Linked DNA regions of Mus musculus: region 2 is linked to region 1. Evidence: chromatin contacts called from public HiChIP or PLAC-seq data. All regions are on one chromosome and are shown on one strand. The core of a region is the stretch at or near the end of the contact, and the rest is flanking DNA. Distances in the headings are between cores, read along the strand shown. Region 1 overlaps Asic1 (acid-sensing (proton-gated) ion channel 1). Region 2 overlaps Lima1 (LIM domain and actin binding 1).

Region 1 (5,125 bases), core at 1,548-4,047:
CAGTAAGAAATAGAATAACTAAAAACAGCCATCTAGAGATTGAGCTCACTCGAGAGGGATGGGATTCCTGGGGTCACTTCTGCACCCTTTCCTTCCCCTCCCTACCTCACCACATTGCTTCTCCTCAGAGCACATGTAGTCCCAGAGCCCAGAGCAGCTTGGTCTGCCACACACGGTCCTGTGCCCAAAGCCTGAAGAGGCTGGGCGTGGAAGATCCAAAGTCAAAGCCTTAGACCGTCATGATCTCAGGCAAACTACGTAACATCCCGACCCTCGGTGTCCTGGTCTTTCCAGTGGTGATATTTATTAAGCTTCCTTCAGACACATAATTGAAGCTTGAATGAGCACAGATAAAGGGGATTTTATAATCTCAAAGCAAGACTGAAATTCACTGCCATGGACTCCTTCCTCATGCAACAACAAGTGTGTCCACACAGAAGCTCCTCTCACAGCACACACACACAGCTGTGTGCGCCCCGTGCACAACCACACATGTCCATTCCACACACTACATCCGAATTCTCCTCCAGACATGGGATGGAGAGGCACACATGCATTGGGTGTACCACGAGAAGTCTGGGTTGGCTACAGCCCAGGCCACTGCAGCCAACATCTCCTTTAGGGATGTTCTTTGCCTGGCATGCTGAGGGGCACACCAATTAGAGAGACACCATACTGAACAGCAAAACCTAACCTCCCGGTCCAATGAGACAGTCAGTTGATGGATGGTGGGGGTGGGAAAAAGTTTTCTTTCTTAGAACTCATAGGATCTTAAAAGGTCTTAACTGGGGCTGGAGGGATGGCTCAACGGTTAAGAGCACTGACTGCTCTTCCAGAGGTCCTGAGTTCAATTCCCAGCAACCACATGGTGGCTCACAGCCATCTCTAATGGGATCTTCTCTCTCTCTCTCTCCTCTTCTCTTCCCCTCCCTCTCTTATCTCTCTCATCTCCCAGGGCTCTGTTAATGACCAGCAAGCATACCACTCAGTTACATCTCCAGCCAGCAGCCCTAGGTCTTACAACTTCTTAAGAGAATTCAATAGTTTCACTATAACTTAAAAGTATCCCTCAGGGCTAGGCATGGCAGCCTAGTCCTCTAATCCCAGCACTGAGGAGAGGCAGGCAGTTACCTGAGTTTGAGGCCAGCCTGGTCTACAGAGCAAGTTCTAGAACAACCAGGGCTACACAGAGAAACCCTGTGTACTGGCTAGTTTTGTGTGTCAACTTGACACAGCTGGAGTTATCACAGAGAAAGGAGCTTCAGTTGAGGAAATACCTCTATGAGATCCAGCTGTAAGGCATTTTCTCAATTAGTGGGAGGTCCATTGTGGGTGGGACCATCTCTGGGCTGGTAGTCTTGGTTCTATAAGAGAGCAGGCTGAGCAAGCCAGGGGAAGCAAGCCAGTAAGTAACATCCCTCCATGGCCTCTGCATCAGCTCCTGCTTCCTGACCTGCTTGAGTTCCAGCCCTGACTTCCTTTGGTGATGAACAGCAATGTGGAAATGTAAGCTGAATAAACCTTTTCCTCACCAACTTGCTTCTTGGTCAGGATGTTTGTTCAGGAATAGAAACCCTGACTAAGACACACTATCTTAAAAAAAACAAAAACAAAAACAAACAAACAAACAAAAACACCAAAAACAAAACAAAGGATGTCCACGTCTGCACATGGGTTAAATACAGACCTAGCCTTGGCTGAAGTATCTCAGTGGCTTTTTATCCCAGGAGCAGGGGATAAAGTTGCCCCTTGACAACACTTCAGCACCACCCATCTCCTCACAGTAACTGGGACTAGAAACGGGGAAAGGAGTCTGGTGGAAATCTACCTCACATGTAGCCCTCCAGCCCTGCTAGGTACACCTTGCGGTGGCCTTCCCTGCCCTGCTGTGGCCTTCCCTGCCCTGCGGTGGCCTTCCCTGCCCTGCTGTGGCCTTCCCTGCCCTGCTGTGGCCTTCCCTGCCCTGCCTTTCAGATTGCCCACCCAAGAGGATATGGTCTCAACCAGAAGGTAGCAAGCCTTGGCTGTCACAGCTCAGAGCAAAACCACTCAGTTTGGCTGGCTAATGGCTAAAGGCTCCAGAGAACTGTCATCTGTGCCTGGGGGCGGTGGGAGCAAGCATTCTGTAACCCTGGGGGTTTTGGAGTAGCCAGCTGAGGAGGTGGGTGGGAGGATTCTACCCTGATCTCGCTAGGTCCCCTAAGGCTAGGAGTGAAGTCTAGATTCAGCTGCCACACCTTAGCCGCAGGGCAGGAGCTGGCATTTGGAAGTGACTGTCTGAGGGGAGTGAATGGCGGAACTTGTCACCCTCTTCCTCACCCCCAATCTCCGGTTGTCCACCGGAGGAATATGGCGATATCCCCACCCCTCCCCTCCATAATCACAATTGCTCTCCACAAAGTTGAAGCCATGCAGGAGTGACCTGTACCTATAACAGAATGTCCCCAACCAGTCTGTTAGCATTCTGCCTCCAGAACACAGTGGGGTGTAGCACCCATCACCCAGCAAGCTGTCCACCGGCTGCAGCTGGGCATTAGATAGACATCCACTCCTCAGAGCCCTTACTTCCGACTCTGCCCCCAGAGGCACTTAGTTACTTACATCAATTCCCTATTACTTTAGGCAAGAGCAGAGAGATCAATTAGCTTAGAGTAGCCTCTTAGCTGATAGCAGTCTGGGAGGAGTAGCCAGGGTGGGGGAGGGGTGAGAGAGGGAGAGAGCTAAGTTACCCAAAGATCTATGCAGGGAAAAGAGGGGGAAGGCACAGCAAGAGACCCGTCCCCAGGGTCTCTGGGTTCCTGATTGGCTCTGCCTAGCTCCTCCCCCACCCTGCATCTTGGCTCCCGTACTTGCCAGGGAAGAGAGCAGGATGGGGCGTGTCCGGATTCCTTTACTCTTTTAAAGTGTGCTTGTTTATCCTGCCCACACTCCTTTGGGTGGGGTCATCAGGATCTCTCTCTCTCTCTCTCTCTCTCTCTCTCTCTCTTTCTCTCTCTCTCCTTCTCCTCACCACTCCCACTCTAGTTGAAGGGAATAAATCTACTTGGGGACTGGAGAGTTGGCTCAGCAGTACCGGTTGCTCTTACAGAGGTCCTGAGTTCAATTCCAAGCAACCACATGGTAGCTCACAACCATCTGTAATGAGATCTGGCGCGCCCTCTTCTGGTGAGTCTGAAGACAGCGACAGCGTACTCACAGAGAGAGAGAGAAAACCACTTGGATCATGTCCCCTAAGGACGTTTCTGAGCTTCTGTGGGGTGCAGTGAGAATGAGGAGTGTCCGAGGTCCAAGAATTGGCGTTCCCGGGCTCTTATTACTTGTTTTATTTTATTTTTTAAAGATTTATTTATTATTATACCTAAGTACACTGTAGCTGTCTTCACACACACCAGAAGAGGGCGTCAGATCTCATTACAGATGGTTGTGAGCCACCATGTAGTTGCTGGGAATTGAACTCAGAACCTTTGGAAGAACAGTCAGTGCTCTTAACCACTGAGCCATCTCTCCAGCCCCGTTTTAAAATTTTTACTTATTAAATCGTGATTTACTTATTTTTAAAATGTATGCTTTTTGTCGCTGGACCTAATACCTCCCTCTTGCCAACCAAGTGTTCCATCACTCTGCTATGCCGCCACTAGGCCTCTGGTGGCTTTGGATGACCTCTTTGTCCCCAGTCTGAGCTCTGGGATCTCACCTCCTCTTAGATTAGCACCTCCCTCCCCTCGGTGTTCCAGAATATTCTTGTCTCCCTTCAGAACCCTGAGGAAGGCCTGTCCCCTTCTAGGCCTACCTCCTTCACTCCTCCCCTTTATTAGAGGGTTGTCCCTGCTTCAGGATCTAGAGTGATCTTGTGGGCACTCCACAGATTCCTGCCCTGTGTGTCTAGCCCTATTTAAGATTACCGCTCCTACCGCACCCCTACCTCATCCCTACCTCTAGGACACCCACTGTCTGTTTCTTCTTTCTCTCCCAAGGCCCACACATGAATCCCTGCTTCTTTCTCCCTAGGCAAAGGCTCCGGGTCTCAGCTGGAGGGGCTGGCATTGGGCGGATTGGGCAACCATCTGCAGGCCCCCTCCCTCCTCCCGTCGGTGCCGCTCAGCATTCCAGCCACATCCTGCTCCCACTGCCAGGGATGGATAAGGTGCAGCTGGAGGCTGCCACCAGCTGTGACTGTGCTCACTCCCCAGCCCCCGCCCAGGGACTAGCAGCAGCTGAGTCCCCCAGCCCCCCACCCACACGGAACCCCCTGCCCTGCCTTGGCCTGGCTGCCCTTAAGGTGGGGAAGGAGATGGGAGCTTCAGACTTTGTTGCTCTGGCAACCGAGCACCCCACTGGGAAGGAAGGGAGCCGGCCAGGAAAGAAGATGGCCTTGTCTTGGGCCTTCCTTGCTTTCTTGGCTGCTCAGAAGGGAGCTACTGATATCTACCCAACTGGATTGCCTAGGGATAGCCCCTAGTGCTATTTGGGACTTTCTCAATCCCAAATGATTTTCAAAATAATTTCTCCCAACTTGGTTCAGGCCCTACTCTGCCCCTATCCTCCCAGGCCTCACATTGTGACCAGCAATCCACTTGCTGGGGGGGGGGGGGAGGCTTATGGGGGAGCTGGGCTCTTTGGGCACAAGAGTAGCCTTGCGCTGTGTGCCTTCCTGAACAGTCCTCATGAACAGAGCATTTGCTGTTCATGTGAAGCCTGCCTTTGGAAAACACACAAAGAGGTCCACATATGCCCATGCACACAGTATCCACAAACACAGAGCAAAGGCTTGGCCCTCCATTAAGACTCCCTGCTCCGCAGACTGCCGAGACACACACACTTATGATCCTAGCTCTGGGGGGTGGGGGGCGCTAAGGAAGGATTTGAGGCCAGCCTGGTCTACAAAGTAAGACAAGATCTCATAGATAGATAGATAAATAAATAAATAAATAAATAAATAAATAAATAAAGGCACCTTGGTATTGAGGGATACCAGGATAGTCTCCTCTTGGCCCTGACCCTGAGGGCAATTGCTTTGTGTTAGTGCTACATTGGCTCAGAGTCTAGATCCACATCCCTGACATGTACTCCAGGCACAGCAGAGAATCGTAAGTCCGGGAGACAGATGTTAATTATGAGACCAAGA
Region 2 (5,125 bases), core at 936-3,435, 160 kb before region 1:
TTGTTAATTCATTCATTCATTCATTCATTCATTCATTTATTGCTGGAATGTATGTACCACATACATTCTGTGTCCTTGGAGATATTGGATCCCCTAGAGTTGGAGTTATGGAGCTATACTGTTTAAGTGGTACAAACGGAGTTTGGGTCCTCTGCACAAACAACAAAAAAAAGTTCTTAACTGCTTCTGCCTGTTTTGGGGTTGTTTTGTTTTGTTTTATTTGAGACAGTTTTTCTGCATAGCCCCAGCTGGCCTGGAGCTCGACCAGGCTCACAAAGATCCATCTGCACATACCACCCCTGCCGTTGTCGGGATTGATGGTCTTAAGAGGATCTTAGAGGTCTCCTTCTCCATAGACTAGTTAACTAGCTCCTCTATATAAAGGTTATAAAGACAGGTTGCACAGATACAAAGGTGGAAGCCCTAAGCCTGTTTAGCCACAAGTGACTTACCAGGCTTCTATTGTGTGTAAGGAGATTCTGGGGTTCGAACCTAATGTCGGGTACGAGCTAAGCACACACTCTTCCACGGAGCAATGTTCTCAGCCGCTGGACTCTAGAAATTCGCATACAGTATTTCTGATCTTTACAAAACCTGCATGGGAGCGGCTTTATCTCTGATTTGTAGTTGAGAAAACCTGCTGGAGTTAACATTTGGGTTTGTCTTATCCCCCCTGGGGCGGTTATCTTAACATGTTGAACTGGTTTGGGGAGATAAATGACATTTAGTTTGTGGATTAGGAACATGGTGGGGACATTCCAGGGGAGCAGAAAATAAAGGCATGGAAATGTGACAGCCAGCCAGGCTGGAGAGGCAGCTCCGAGGCTGAGAGTACAGATTGCTTTTTATAAGACCAGACTTTGGTTCACAGCAGCCTATCAGGTGACACACAGACACCCCTGACTCTAGCACAGAGGACAGCAGGCTCCTTCTAGCCTCTCCAGGCACGCGAGCACGCACACAGTATTATCAATATTAATTGTAAATACAGAAGTGGGGCCAGCCATAAAAATGAAGGGCTGGAGAGATGGCTCAGCGGTTAAGAGCATTAACTGCTCTTCCAAGGGTCATGAGTTCAGATCCCAACAACCATCCATAATGAGATCTGACACCCTCTTCTGGTGTGTCTGAAGGCAGCTACAGTGTACTTATATATAAAATAAGTAAATAAATCTAAGAAAAGGGGCTGGAGAGATGGCTCAGCGGTTAAGAACACTGGCTGCTCTTCCAAAGGTCCTGAGTTCAAATCCCAACAACCACATGGTGGCTCACAGCCATCTGTAATGAGATCTGACGCCCTTTTCTGGTGTGTCTGAAGACAGCTACAGTGTATTTACATATAATAAATAAATAAATCTTTTTTAGAAAATCTTAAAAAAAAAATGAAGGGCTCAGCCTGGATTTCTTTCCTAGGTTTCATATTAAATGGAAACATGCTGCTAATATTACTTTAATACTCACTACATATTCCCAAAGATGGCTATAGGACTATGTTTTTGTTTGTTTGTTTGTGTGACTAAAGAGTTACTTTAAAATAAATAAATAATTAGAGCAGAGCATAGTGTGCACACTTTTAATTTCAACACTTGGGAGGCAGAGGCAGGAGGCGCTCTGTGAGTCTGAGGCCAGCCTGGACTACAGATCGAGTTCCAGGGCAGCCAGAGCTACACAGAGAAACCCTCTCTGGGGCAAGAAAGGGGATTCATCTTATAGTTATGCGTACAGAAGAGTTGTTCCTGGCAACAGAGCCTAAGTCTCAGGCTCTTTATATCTCCACACTTAGCTCTTTATAAATTTATACACTTTTAGATCTCTGCTTTGTAAACCATCGCCCCTGGCATAAGAAAGGTCCTATTAACGGCAGCTTGAAGAGCTTTGGGTTCCCTTCCCTGTGGTTTCAGCATCATATGATTCTTCTCTTGATAAAGGTTAACTGGCAGAGTTTGGTTTCCTGTTTGAATCAATATTTTTGAAGTTAAAGGGAATCTGGCCCTGTTATTTTTGAGTCGTCTTCCCTGAGGTCCTCGGAAGAGCCTCCACTGCCAGTTCTGGAGAGATGGAAGGGCTGAGCCCAGACCCTGCCCTGATGGCGGTTTTGTTTTAGGTTCTGAGTAGATTAGCACTGAGAAGAGCACCCAGCAGCTGACAGAGTTTGAAACCACACCTGCCTAACCTTTGTCCCACTCTGGCCTATAAGGAATTTGTGATTAAAGGTCGGTCACGAGGTTAGTCACATGCTGAGGAACTGGTCAGTCCGGCCCACCGATCCCTCAGCCCCCACCAGTTGTGTCCTCTTCCCCATATCATGGCTCTGGCTGAGCCAGCACCCTTTTACCACTGAATCCCCGTGCTAAAGAGGGTACGGAATTAGGGGTGTGGGGGGGGAGGGGGGCTTATTTAATAACAGCAATGAAAGAGGCTCTCAGACCTTCCTTGATGGCTTCCTCTTTTGCTTCTCTTTGACATTTTTGTGGTGAAATTGTTCTAGAAATAATAAAATAAACCTAACCTTGGGAGTTCCCGTGTTTTCTTCTTTAGGCCCAGAGTTCCTCTCTCTATCCGAAAGCACACAAGCAAGGGTCATCGCTCAGGAACTCTGTTTTCTGGCCTTAGAAATATTTCAGACACTGTGATTATCCTCCAGATAATTTTAGTGTCCTCTGTCAGCTGCCTGCCTCACAGCTGTGGGGAGTGAACAGTTGCAAGATTAGATTCCATATGTGAGGGAGAGGGGATGGGATGGTCATCTGTGGTCCCAGATGACTACCAGAACTCTGGGAAGGGAGTGGCATGAGATTTTAATTATAGAACTCTTTTTTTTTTTTGAGAGCAGGTTTTAATGTGTAGCCCAGGCTGGCCTTGGACACAGATTCTCCTGAGTACCAGAAATTGCATACAGTGCCACCACCCCACACTGGGTCTTGCTTAGAGAATGCCATTGCAAGTGGGTTTTTTTGTTTTTTGTTTTCCCCCTCAACTTGAGTCTTCAAAGTGCCCTTCCCACTTTTCCAAACAAAGTCCGAGGCCTGAATTCTGGCGCTACACTTGAGAGATGGTAAGAAAGTCCAGTGAGGAGCACGTGCCCAGCGCAGGTATGGCCATAGGTTTAATCCTGCACGCTGCAGGAAGGTTGGGTCTCTTGAGCTTCACAGCCTCTGTGGTAGCCTGTGCTACCACACAGAAGAAGGGTCAGTGAAGCCCAGAAGGTGGAGTCTAGCTTGAACCACACAGAGAAACGCCATCTTAAGGAGGAAGAGATGGATCAGTGGTTAAGGACACCAGCTGCTCTTCTAGCAGACACAGGTTCAGTTCCCAACATCCTCTTGGCAGCTGACAACCATCTGTAACTCCAGTCCAAGGGGATCTGATGCCCTCTTCTGGCCTCCTCGGACACCAGGCACCCTAAATGCCAGACAGCATTTAAAAGACAAAAGCAAGCATGATAAGTGCACACTCAGCACTTGGAGGTGGACATAGGCGGAGCCAGCCTGGCCTGCACAGCATGCTGAAGGCCATGAAACCCTATTTCATAAAACAAAACAGAAGCAAACAACCAAAGTATTTGGAATTTCAAGATTTGGACTTCTCTTAGGACAGTGAAGAAAAAGGAGCCTGTGAATATTTATTCAACCAAACTCAGCGTAAGAATAATTCACTGGCTGTGCAGTGATCGAGTCTGGCTCTCTATACTGATTTATTGGTATAATAAACAGAAGATGATTGTCACAGGGTGTGGAAACAAAAGTTCAAGGCCAGGTCTAAGTTCCAGTTTAACTGCAATCTGCTGTGTTTCTCAATTCCTACTAAGGCAGTCTCTTAAGTCCTTTTAGTGCAGTTGGAATGAAATAAATATATATATGTGTGTGTGTATATATATGTATATATGTATGTATATATGTATGTATATATATGTGTGTGTGTGTGTATACACATACATACACACACATATATATGTGTATATGTATATATATATATATTCATACATACATACACACATAGACATTCACCAAAGCACTATTTTCAGTGATGAAAAACTGGAAATAATTTCAAAGACCGTTAAATAACTGAGGTTGAAGTTGATGGTGCTGTTGATCCACTACGGTGTTGTTGCACTACGGTGACGAAGGCAGGAGGATTAGCAAGCACCCTCCAATGCATACCAAGTTTCAAGTGAGCCTGGGCTGCATGAGCAACAGTGGGGAGAAGGAGGTGCTAGCAGTGGTCATGGTGCCAAGTTAGAGTTCTCTTTATCATGGAAGACAACTACCAAGACTAACATCTGTGTCACCAAGTTCCCCTTTGTCCTCCTGTAACCTCTGGCTGTTTCCCACCCTTCCCTTGACATCTCTGCTGGTCCCCTGGTTTTCCTGCCTCTCTGTCCCTTGCCATTCTAACAGCTTCTTCCTCTCCAAGTTGCTAAAGTGTTAAGTCTCCAGTGCTGCGTCTTGTGCATCCTCTTGCACTATCGGTTCTGCAGACAAGGCCTAAACGTTTGTGACTGGCTCTTGCCTCTCTTCAGCACTCAGACGTTTGTGTCTCATGGCTCCTACCTGAACCAACCAGCAAGATGGCTCAGCAGATAAAGGCACTAGCCACCCAGGTTAATGATCCGAGTTTGACCTCCAGCAAGCACATAGTAGATTAAGAATATCAGCACCTGCAGGTTGTCTTGTGACCTCCTCGTGTGTGTGTGTGTGTGTGTGTGTGTGCGCGCATGCACAAATGCATATTAAATGTAATAAGCTGCCACCCACTGGACACTTAACATGGCTGACAATGAACGCTTGGCTTTTCGTGATCTCTGTTCTGGTGAGGGTTACTATTGCTGTGCTAAAACACCATGACCAAAGCAAGCTGGGGAGGAGAGCATTTATTCACTTTACACTTCCACATCACTGAAGGAAGTCAGGACAGGAACTCAAACAAGGCACCATCCTGGAGGCAGGAGCTGACACAGAGGCCGTGGAGGGGTGCTGCTTATTGGCTTGCTCCTCATGGCTTGCTCAGCCTGCTTTCTTATAGGACTACCAGCCCGGGGATGGTCCCACCAACAGTGAGCTGGGCCCTTCCCCATCAATCACTAATTAAGAATATGCTCGACCGGCTTGCCCACAGCTAAATCTTA

Evidence for each region. HiChIP or PLAC-seq counts read pairs in DNA pulled down with a chosen protein or histone mark.
Region 2: a contact with region 1 is called in an H3K27ac HiChIP or PLAC-seq map of embryonic stem cells, with 6 times the contacts expected there. The contact joins two enhancer-like sites. A contact is called at or near these places in 1 of 39 promoter capture datasets (hippocampal neurons), 1 of 15 datasets of contacts at CTCF or cohesin (the NIH/3T3 cell line), 1 of 484 Hi-C or Micro-C datasets (nephron progenitors), 2 of 115 datasets of contacts at active chromatin or transcription factors (both in embryonic stem cells) and 2 of 9 other capture datasets (liver and pancreatic islet).

Annotation. Positions count from the first base shown.
Region 1 is chr15:99,676,298-99,681,422 of GRCm38.p6, reverse strand. The region is part of intron 3 of Asic1 (acid-sensing (proton-gated) ion channel 1); the gene reads right to left. Among named protein-coding and RNA genes, the nearest start is that of Asic1, 8.5 kb to the right of the region's middle. Within about 2 kb of position 2,797, at least 65 of the 459 cell types and tissues checked have an H3K27ac peak or open chromatin away from gene starts, as enhancers often do. A contact at or near this core is called in embryonic stem cells, where this site is marked.
Region 2 is chr15:99,832,456-99,837,580 of GRCm38.p6, reverse strand. The region is part of intron 2 of Lima1 (LIM domain and actin binding 1); the gene reads left to right. It overlaps Gm17057 (a long non-coding RNA gene), which reads right to left. Exons shown (of 2, transcript XR_384452.3): 2 at 1,560-3,402. Among named protein-coding and RNA genes, the nearest start is that of Gm17057, 17 kb to the right of the region's middle. Within about 2 kb of position 2,185, at least 66 of the 459 cell types and tissues checked have an H3K27ac peak or open chromatin away from gene starts, as enhancers often do. A contact at or near this core is called in embryonic stem cells, where this site is marked.